Linked DNA regions of Mus musculus: region 2 is linked to region 1. Evidence: chromatin contacts called from public Hi-C data. All regions are on one chromosome and are shown on one strand. Each heading gives the region's core, a stretch centred on a gene start, on an enhancer-like site or on the middle of the called end of the contact. The rest is flanking DNA. Distances are from core to core; before and after follow the strand shown.

Region 1 (3,842 bases), core at 675-3,174:
CCAACATGGGACCAACCCTTTCCTCTCCTGGGTCTCAGTTTCTATCTCTCAGCACTAAGAGCTCCCAGTTCTGATGTTGAACCCGTGAGTATATGTGTGTGACTCAGGCACATATCGCTCCAGGCACATTTCATAATCAGGAGGATGGTTAAGGCAGCCAAGCTGACACCATCCTGGCTGCCCATGGGTAAACTCTGCTGAGAAGGTCCCCTCCCACCTTCCTGGCTCCACACAAGCTGATGCTTGGAGATCCCCATGGGAAAGTTGTCCCCACAGCCTCAGAACATAGGCTGCTACAAGGTTCTCAATGGCTGGGCTGCCTCCTTTCTAACAGCCAAAGGTCTGCTTTGGAGTCAGTTCTGAGTTCAAATCCACCCCCCACCCTCACTGGATACACAGTGGTATTTCACATCATCTGTGAAGTGAATGCCAGTGCTGGCTGCAGTGGGCTAAGATGACATTCAGCTCCTCTCCCGCCCCTGAATAACACTCACTCCTCCCAACCACCCCTGGGCTCATCCCTGCTCGGGTTAAGCCCAAAGGAAAAGAAGCAATCGCTAGGCAACCAAGCCCCACAGCTCCTTCAACTCCCTACATCACTCTGCCTCCCGCCTTGTTCCCAAAGGAGTTTTCATCCTGGCCCCAAGAAGCCCAAGGAACCATTCTGTACAACACTGCGCAGTTCTGGTATAAACCAGAGAAGGAGGTTGGGGTGCCCCACTATAGTATCTTCTCCATATGCATAACACACACACACACACACACACACACACACACACACACACACGTTCCTTTCAAGGGCTTCAGTCTCCTGGCAACTGCTCCATGCCATATCTTTCCCAGAACACCTCCTACAGGGAGCCCTCCAAGTCAGACCCCAAACATGGTAATGTTAGCAACCTCCACAGGCCTCAACACACACACACTCACACTCACACACACACACCAGACATGACGCAAGGTTGGCCCAGAAAACACACCATCATAAACACCCACCAGGACAGACACTGGGTGCTTAGAGATCCCAGGTTCAGTTTCCATGGAGCCTGGTTTCTCCTGAGGCAGGGATGTTGGGACCAACTGAGTCTGACAACCAGGCAAATATCTGGGAGCGTGGAAGAAGGGCAAAGAGGGAACTGGCCCAGGGTGGAGACACGTGAGGGAAGAAGCCTCAGATGGTGACATGTTATATTGGGAGGTGGGGGTGTTGGGGAGACTTTTTTCAGAGATCGTGGTCAGAATCAGCCCCTGGGCCTCCAGCCAACTCTAGGCAATTATGAAGACCGCCAGGCACTGCCCACGCAGAGCAAACACCCAAAACCAGGCCTTGAGCCGAGAGTGGGGCAGAAGGTTGTCACGGTATTTGGTAGCAACGACCCCAGACGCTGGGTGTAACCGATGAGAAGTGGTGCCTGCCTCCGGAGGCCCGATGGTGTCTCAGGGGATACCTCAGTAGGTCGCCCATATGCCCCAGCTAGGAACCTAGAGCGAGGACACCACCACCCTCCCCATAACTGATTGGGCAGACAGGCGCAAAAGGAAGCGAGACGCCGAGCCCAGAGACAGTGGAGGCACGTCTGTTGGAGAAGTAGGGATGCAACCAGCTCTGAAATGCTAGGAAGGTGGGCTGGTGGGCTGCACGGTGTTAGGCACCTACCCGGCCGGGACAGGGACGCGGCGACCACCACCTGGCTTACCAAGTATTAGCAGCAGCAGCAGGAGCGAACTCAGCGGCGTGGGGCTAGGGACGCCCATTCTGCGTAGGCGGCTCTGAGGAGACTCCTGGGGGCGGCGTGGGCTCTGGGGGGCCAGGGCCGCGGGGGGCGCATGCCCAGGTGGGGGGCAGAAAGCGGAGCAGTGAAGCGTGGGTGCGCAGAGCCCAGCCGAGCGGGAGCCGCCAACTCCCCGCCCTCCACCCTTCTTCCCCTCCTCCCGCCGCTCTTCCCGCCCTCCGCAGCTCGGGAGACCAGTCCCAGCCGCGCCCCGCTGCCCGGCCCCGCCCCCGCCTCGCCCCGCCCCAGGCCGTCGCCTGGGCCAGACTTCGACCCTGATGGTGGCTCCGCCTCTGGCCTCAGGCTGGGCGAACTGGCGGCACCTGGGCTCCTCTACCCCCATTTCCTCGCTCAGAGGGCACCCCGCCCTGCACCTGCCAGCCTTCCAGGGAGAATGGGGTGCTTGCAGGGCCTCTGGGGATGCATGATGGGGTGACTGTGGTTACGCACTCAGAATCCAATTGGGTGATGTGGGCCACTGAGTCTTGGCAGCAAACCCTGCTGATTTATGTAGGCATGGCCTGACCCACGGTTTCCTGGACGTGAAGCGGACCCAAAGGGGCTTCAGAGTCCTGGAAGATCGCTGGAAATCTGTTCTAATACCCGGTCAGAATGCAAAGCGAAAGGGAAGTGGGTTAGCGGTCCAGACTTCCTAGCTGGAAGATCCTTGTTCAGCTCAATGCTTTCAAGCTCACTTCCCCCCCCCCCCCCGCCACGTACGGAACAGAGATTGTAAACACTCGAGGAGTTACGGCGATTATTAGCTGAGATCATGCACATACGTTTCATGCACACGGTAACTATGGGGGTGTTTTGTTTTTGCGTTAAACTGCTTTCTACCAATTGGAGTCTCCAACGAGAGGACGTAACACACCTCTTTGCTGGGGAAGGTGGAGCTAGCCTGGAGGTAGGAAAAAGGAAGAGAAACCTCTTCCCAAAGCCATGTCTCCAACTGTGAAAAAGGCGGAGAGTAGGGTGGGGCCAGGATGGGAAGAAGGGGCGGCTCAGCCTGCAAAACCAGGGCGCGGAAGTGCCCATTAGGGGGAAGTGGCCTAGAACACGTCTAGATCTTCACCTCCATTCCCTACTTGTCCCCTTCACCCCTGCTCCCTCGCTTACTGCTTCCTATTGAGAAAACTGAGGCACAGACAGGAAAAGAGATCCGGGCCAGCGGTGACTTCCTCTTCTCAGAAGTCGTATTCGTGGGGCTGCCAGTGGAAGCCACATTCAGCAACCACAGAGAAACACTGATAGGGAATCTATAGGGAAGTCAGAACTCCAACCCTGGTCGCCCAAGACTGCCTAGCAAGAGGCTAAGGGACCTGCTCCTTGTCACCTGGATATATCCCAAGCCTGGTTTCTTCACACTGTTTCTCTAGAAGCCATGTTGAGCCATGTGAAAACTGCAAGCTACCGGGAGACTTTGGGAGAAAGCATTCTCCCTTTAGCTGGAGGTTGAGTGGATTGAATGACTTTCTGGTACCGGTTTGAAAGTCGGTCATCATCATCATCATCACCATCACCATCACAACATCATGATTATCATCATCATAGCCATTTATGGGATGGTTTCACAATAACACCGCCACCACCTGAAGATATCCTTTCTAAACTTTACAGGTTATTTTACAAGCAAAGTCATTTAACACAAGAGAGACCTGGCCTTTTAAAATAGTTATGTGTCTTGCCCAAGGCCACACAGATTTTAAGGTAACTAAAGTGTTACTTTAAAGCTCAGGTCTGGTGTGCACACCCTAGCACGCAGGAGGCAGAGGCAGATGGATCTCTGTGACTTCCAGGCCAGCCAAAACCACATATATCCTGTCTCAAAACAAACAAAAGAGCAAAACAAAACAAATCCACAAAACCTCAAGTCTGACGGTTCCCATCTTTTCTTGTACTCCACTGTTCACTCTGTTAAGGGCGAAAACTCATTCATGTTGCAGGGTACTGAGCGGGCCAGACCTTGTACTGGATTTTAGTAGTGCCCTAGTCAGCAAGGCTTTCAAGGTCCCCAACTCTCAGGGATATCCTGCGTGTTTTGAATAAACAAGTTAACAGTCAGCACTC
Region 2 (3,842 bases), core at 672-3,171, 1.0 Mb before region 1:
GGTTGCTGTGGAGAGGAGTTGCTCACTCTCTCCATCCTGGCTGGCCCTGTCCCTTAGACCCAGGATGCTCTTGGGCATCATACTCCCCCTCCTCCGGCATGTCCTCCCTGCTCTGACAACAGGTGTGCAAAATGGGGCAGCTGCAATCCAGCAGGCCTGCCCACTCCTTCAGTTCAGGTAATACCTTCATGAATCTTCCAGCCCCTGGTTAGGAATCTGGGCACCCCAGGTAGCCCCTCACTTAGCCAGGACTTCTCCTCTTATAGCAGCAAGGGAGCCCTGGGTCCCAGGGATGGGCTCCTGTCTGGGCTCCTTGTCTCCCAGCACCCGCTTTTGGGGAAACAACTTTTCCTCTTCGAGCTGAACCACTCTGTCCATATTACACAGAAGCCATATTTGTACCAGGGGGGCGGGGGGAGAGGGGGCTGTTGTGCTGTGTGTGTCTGTCTGTGGGTGGGGGTGGGAGTGGGGGAAGGGAGCAGGGAGGGGACCGTGTATCTTTATAATCTTTCTAACTCTCCTGTGCTAATCTCAGAGGGACCACCCTCAATATATCTGGATTATCCATGTGGTCAGGCTGCCTCCTTTCTGCTCCTCTCACTGCTGGCTGGGCTGCATGTAAATAAGGGCTGTCCTCATGTCCCGGGCACCTGGCACTCAAAGGGAACTGCATCCTTGCCATGCTGCTCTGTGGAGCATCTGTATGTGGAATCGAGGGACAGAGAGTGTCTGAGTCCTTTGCTTTCCAGAGAATATTTGCATTTAAAGCATGCCACCCGACTGCTACCCCGTTACCCTCTGTCCAGCAATGCTGGCCGCCTCTGTGATGGAGGTAAAGACCTGAGCAACGCTATGCGGGAAGGAAAGCTTCACCCATTTTTTTTTCTTTTTTTGCCAAACTCTCTTTTTAGCTCCCTCCTGATACACCTGAAATTTGACCTGGGTACTCATCCGAGAGGGTTAATGGGAACCCACATATTGAACATGTATCCTGTATTTCTCCTGGCCAGAGAAATAACAATTCTACCTCCCATCAGAAACTTTACCTATTGCCGAGATGCCAAACCAATGAAGCATTCTCACAGTCTGTATGTTTCACAACAGAATATGAATAGAGATTACCCAATAGGCTATAGTCTCACATTAAAGTATGCTATCCCATGGTCCCACAGAGCCTATTTTGATGTGTCAGACCATGTGTTCCTCTTGGTGTGAGAGATGCATTCATTGAGTCCATAGGTGGTAAGGCAAATGCCCAATTGCTCCCTGAAGGAGAGTCTTTACAGAGCCTTGACAGGCCTCCAGTCTCCAGTCCCTCATACACTCTAGCACCCATAGCTCTAGATAACAATGCCCACACCCAAGCACCACCCAGCACCTAGCACTCAGATGGGGGCACACTGATACCCAACACAGACACACAGATAAATATGTGCATTCCTCTACTCGTGCTGCCACGCACAAAAGGCCTCCAACTGAAGGCCTACTCTGTCTGGATAGAGCCAACCCCAAATACCATTAGCCCACCTTCCCCCCAAACAGGGGATCTTTTGAACTCTTTCTTTGGATCTCATTCAAAGAAAGAGAGAACAGAGAGAGTCATCAGACGCCTGGTCACTCCACCTTCCCAGTGCGGCTCTTATCTCTGCTTCACCAGTCACCCCTGGCCCCTCATCCTTCCTTTGCTGGAAAGATCCCCTTGTCACCTTTGGGAAAATTCCCCCTTTGTGGACCTCACCGTGTTCGTTTCCTGAGGTCATTCTGATCAGGCAAATCCAACTTCAAAACAGGAAGCCCCAGGATGGTGCCCGATGCTAGCCCAAGGTTTAAGAAGCCTGTGGGTGTGAGGTTGAGCTTCCTGAGTGTGACTCTGAATATATATATATATACACACACACACCCTGGCTCTGCCTAGAACCCGAGAGAAGTCATTAGCCCTGGGCACTTATCTTGGAGCCACAGCTGCTGACAGAGTCCAGGCCCTGTACTTCTCTGCCCTGAGCCTGCAGTGCCATGGGGAACTGTCTGTATCCGGTGAGTGTGGGGACCATGTTCCATAACCCTTGCCTCTGTCCTACTGCTTCTTCTACTTTCTTCTCAGGATTTTCAACTTTTCTTTTCTCATAATCTCTCATGCCCTTTTCTTTGTTCTCAGTTTCAAAAAAATCCTTTCCCTTTCTTTCCTATTTCCCATTCTCACTCTATTTCTCCTCTCTCCATCTTTCAGGCAGTCCCAGTAGGTCTGTCCCCACCTTCCCTCCATCTATCTGCTCTCTTAGATCTCTACACAACTTGGACCAGGTTTCTCTGTGGCTCCGTCCATTCAGGCTCCTCCTCAGCTTCCCTGTTCACCATGCTCTCTGCACCTATGACCTGCCGGGAGATCCCCTTTTCTCCAAACCCAAATGCCCCTTCTATCTAGCCCTGCACATACCCCAGCCTCTTTATTGAGGTGCTAGATGCCCTGACTGTCCTTTCTGGGTGTACTTTGTAGGTGGAAAACCTTTCACTAGACAAGAATGGAACTCAGTTTACTTTCGACAGCTGGAATTATTCGTTTGAAGATAACTACTCCTATGAACTCTCGAGTGACTACAGCCTGACACCAGCTGCTCCCTGCTACTCCTGTAATCTGCTTGGCAGGTCTTCCCTTCCCTTCTTCATGCTCACCAGTGTCCTGGGCATGCTGGCAAGTGGCGGCATCCTCTTCGCGATTCTCAGACCTTTCTTCCACTGGCAGATTTGCCCCAGCTGGCCCATTCTGGCAGAGTTAGCAGTGGGCAGTGCCCTGTTCAGCATTGCAGTGCCCATCCTGGCACCAGGCTTACACAGCGCCCACAGCACAGCCCTATGCAACCTGGGCTACTGGGTATGGTATACTTCTGCTTTTGCCCAAGCTCTGTTGATAGGATGCTATGCTTGCCTGAACCCCAGACTGAATATTGGTCAACTCCGTGGCTTCACCTTGGGACTCAGTGTGGGACTTTGGGGAGCAGCTGCCCTCTTAGGGCTGCCAGTCGCCCTGGCCAGTGATGCTTACAATGGCTTCTGCGCCTTTCCATCCTCCAGAGACATGGAAGCTTTGAAGTACATGCATTATGCCATCTGTTTTACCATCTTCACTGTATTGCCACCGACTCTTTTGGCAGCCAAGGGGCTGAAGATAGCACTGAGCAAGGGGCCTGGCCCCTGGGTTAGTGTCTTGTGGATCTGGTTCATTTTCTGGTGGCCTCATGGGATGGTTCTCATATTTGATGCTTTGGTGAGGTCCAAAATTGTTCTTCTGTATACATGCCAATCCCAGAAGATTCTTGATGCGATGCTGAATGTGACAGAAGCCCTGAGTATGCTGCACTGTGTGGCTACCCCACTGCTCCTGGCCCTGTTCTGCCATCAGACCACCCGTAGATCCTTGTCCTCACTCTCCCTCCCTACAAGACAGGCTTCTCAAATGGATGCCCTTGCAGGCAAGTCCTAGTTTTGTTTTGTTTTTTCCCTACATGTCAACTTAAATTAAAGTCTATACTGCTTTTATGAAGCGGGTGCTTTCTTGTTTTGTTTGGAGTTAAAGAGAAGGAGAAAAACCACTGAAGGAAAGGAGGGCAGTGCATGCCTTCCTTTCCTGTCCTTAGAGCTGTCCTGGAAGAAAGAAAATGGTGGATAAACATCCCCAGGGAATCCAGATGTTCTCTGGAGGTGAGTGATTATTGTCTTCTTACGGAACTAGAAAAGAGAAACAGTGGGATGAGAGAAGATGAACTCTCTAAACTAGAAGACAAGGCTTGATGAGCACACAAAAAGGAACCCACTGCAGAAAACAAGTGGAATGGGTAGTGAAACCA

What was found. Hi-C and Micro-C count contacts between places; a contact is called where the count stands out from the background.
Region 2: a contact with region 1 is called in a Hi-C map of the G1E-ER4 cell line, with 3 times the contacts expected there. The contact joins the promoter of Ackr1 here to the promoter of Igsf8 in region 1.

The regions. Positions count from the first base shown.
Region 1 is chr1:172,310,449-172,314,290 of GRCm38.p6, reverse strand. Igsf8 (immunoglobulin superfamily, member 8) reads right to left here and starts at 1,924. Exons shown (of 7, transcript NM_080419.2): 1 at 1,698-1,924. The coding sequence starts at 1,755.
Region 2 is chr1:173,331,582-173,335,423 of GRCm38.p6, reverse strand. It overlaps Ackr1 (atypical chemokine receptor 1 (Duffy blood group)), which reads left to right and starts at 1,921. Exons shown (of 2, transcript NM_010045.2): 1 at 1,921-2,034; 2 at 2,495-3,538. The coding sequence starts at 2,014. The coding sequence ends at 3,478. Cadm3 (cell adhesion molecule 3) reads left to right here. Exons shown (of 9, transcript NM_053199.3): 9 at 1-1,170.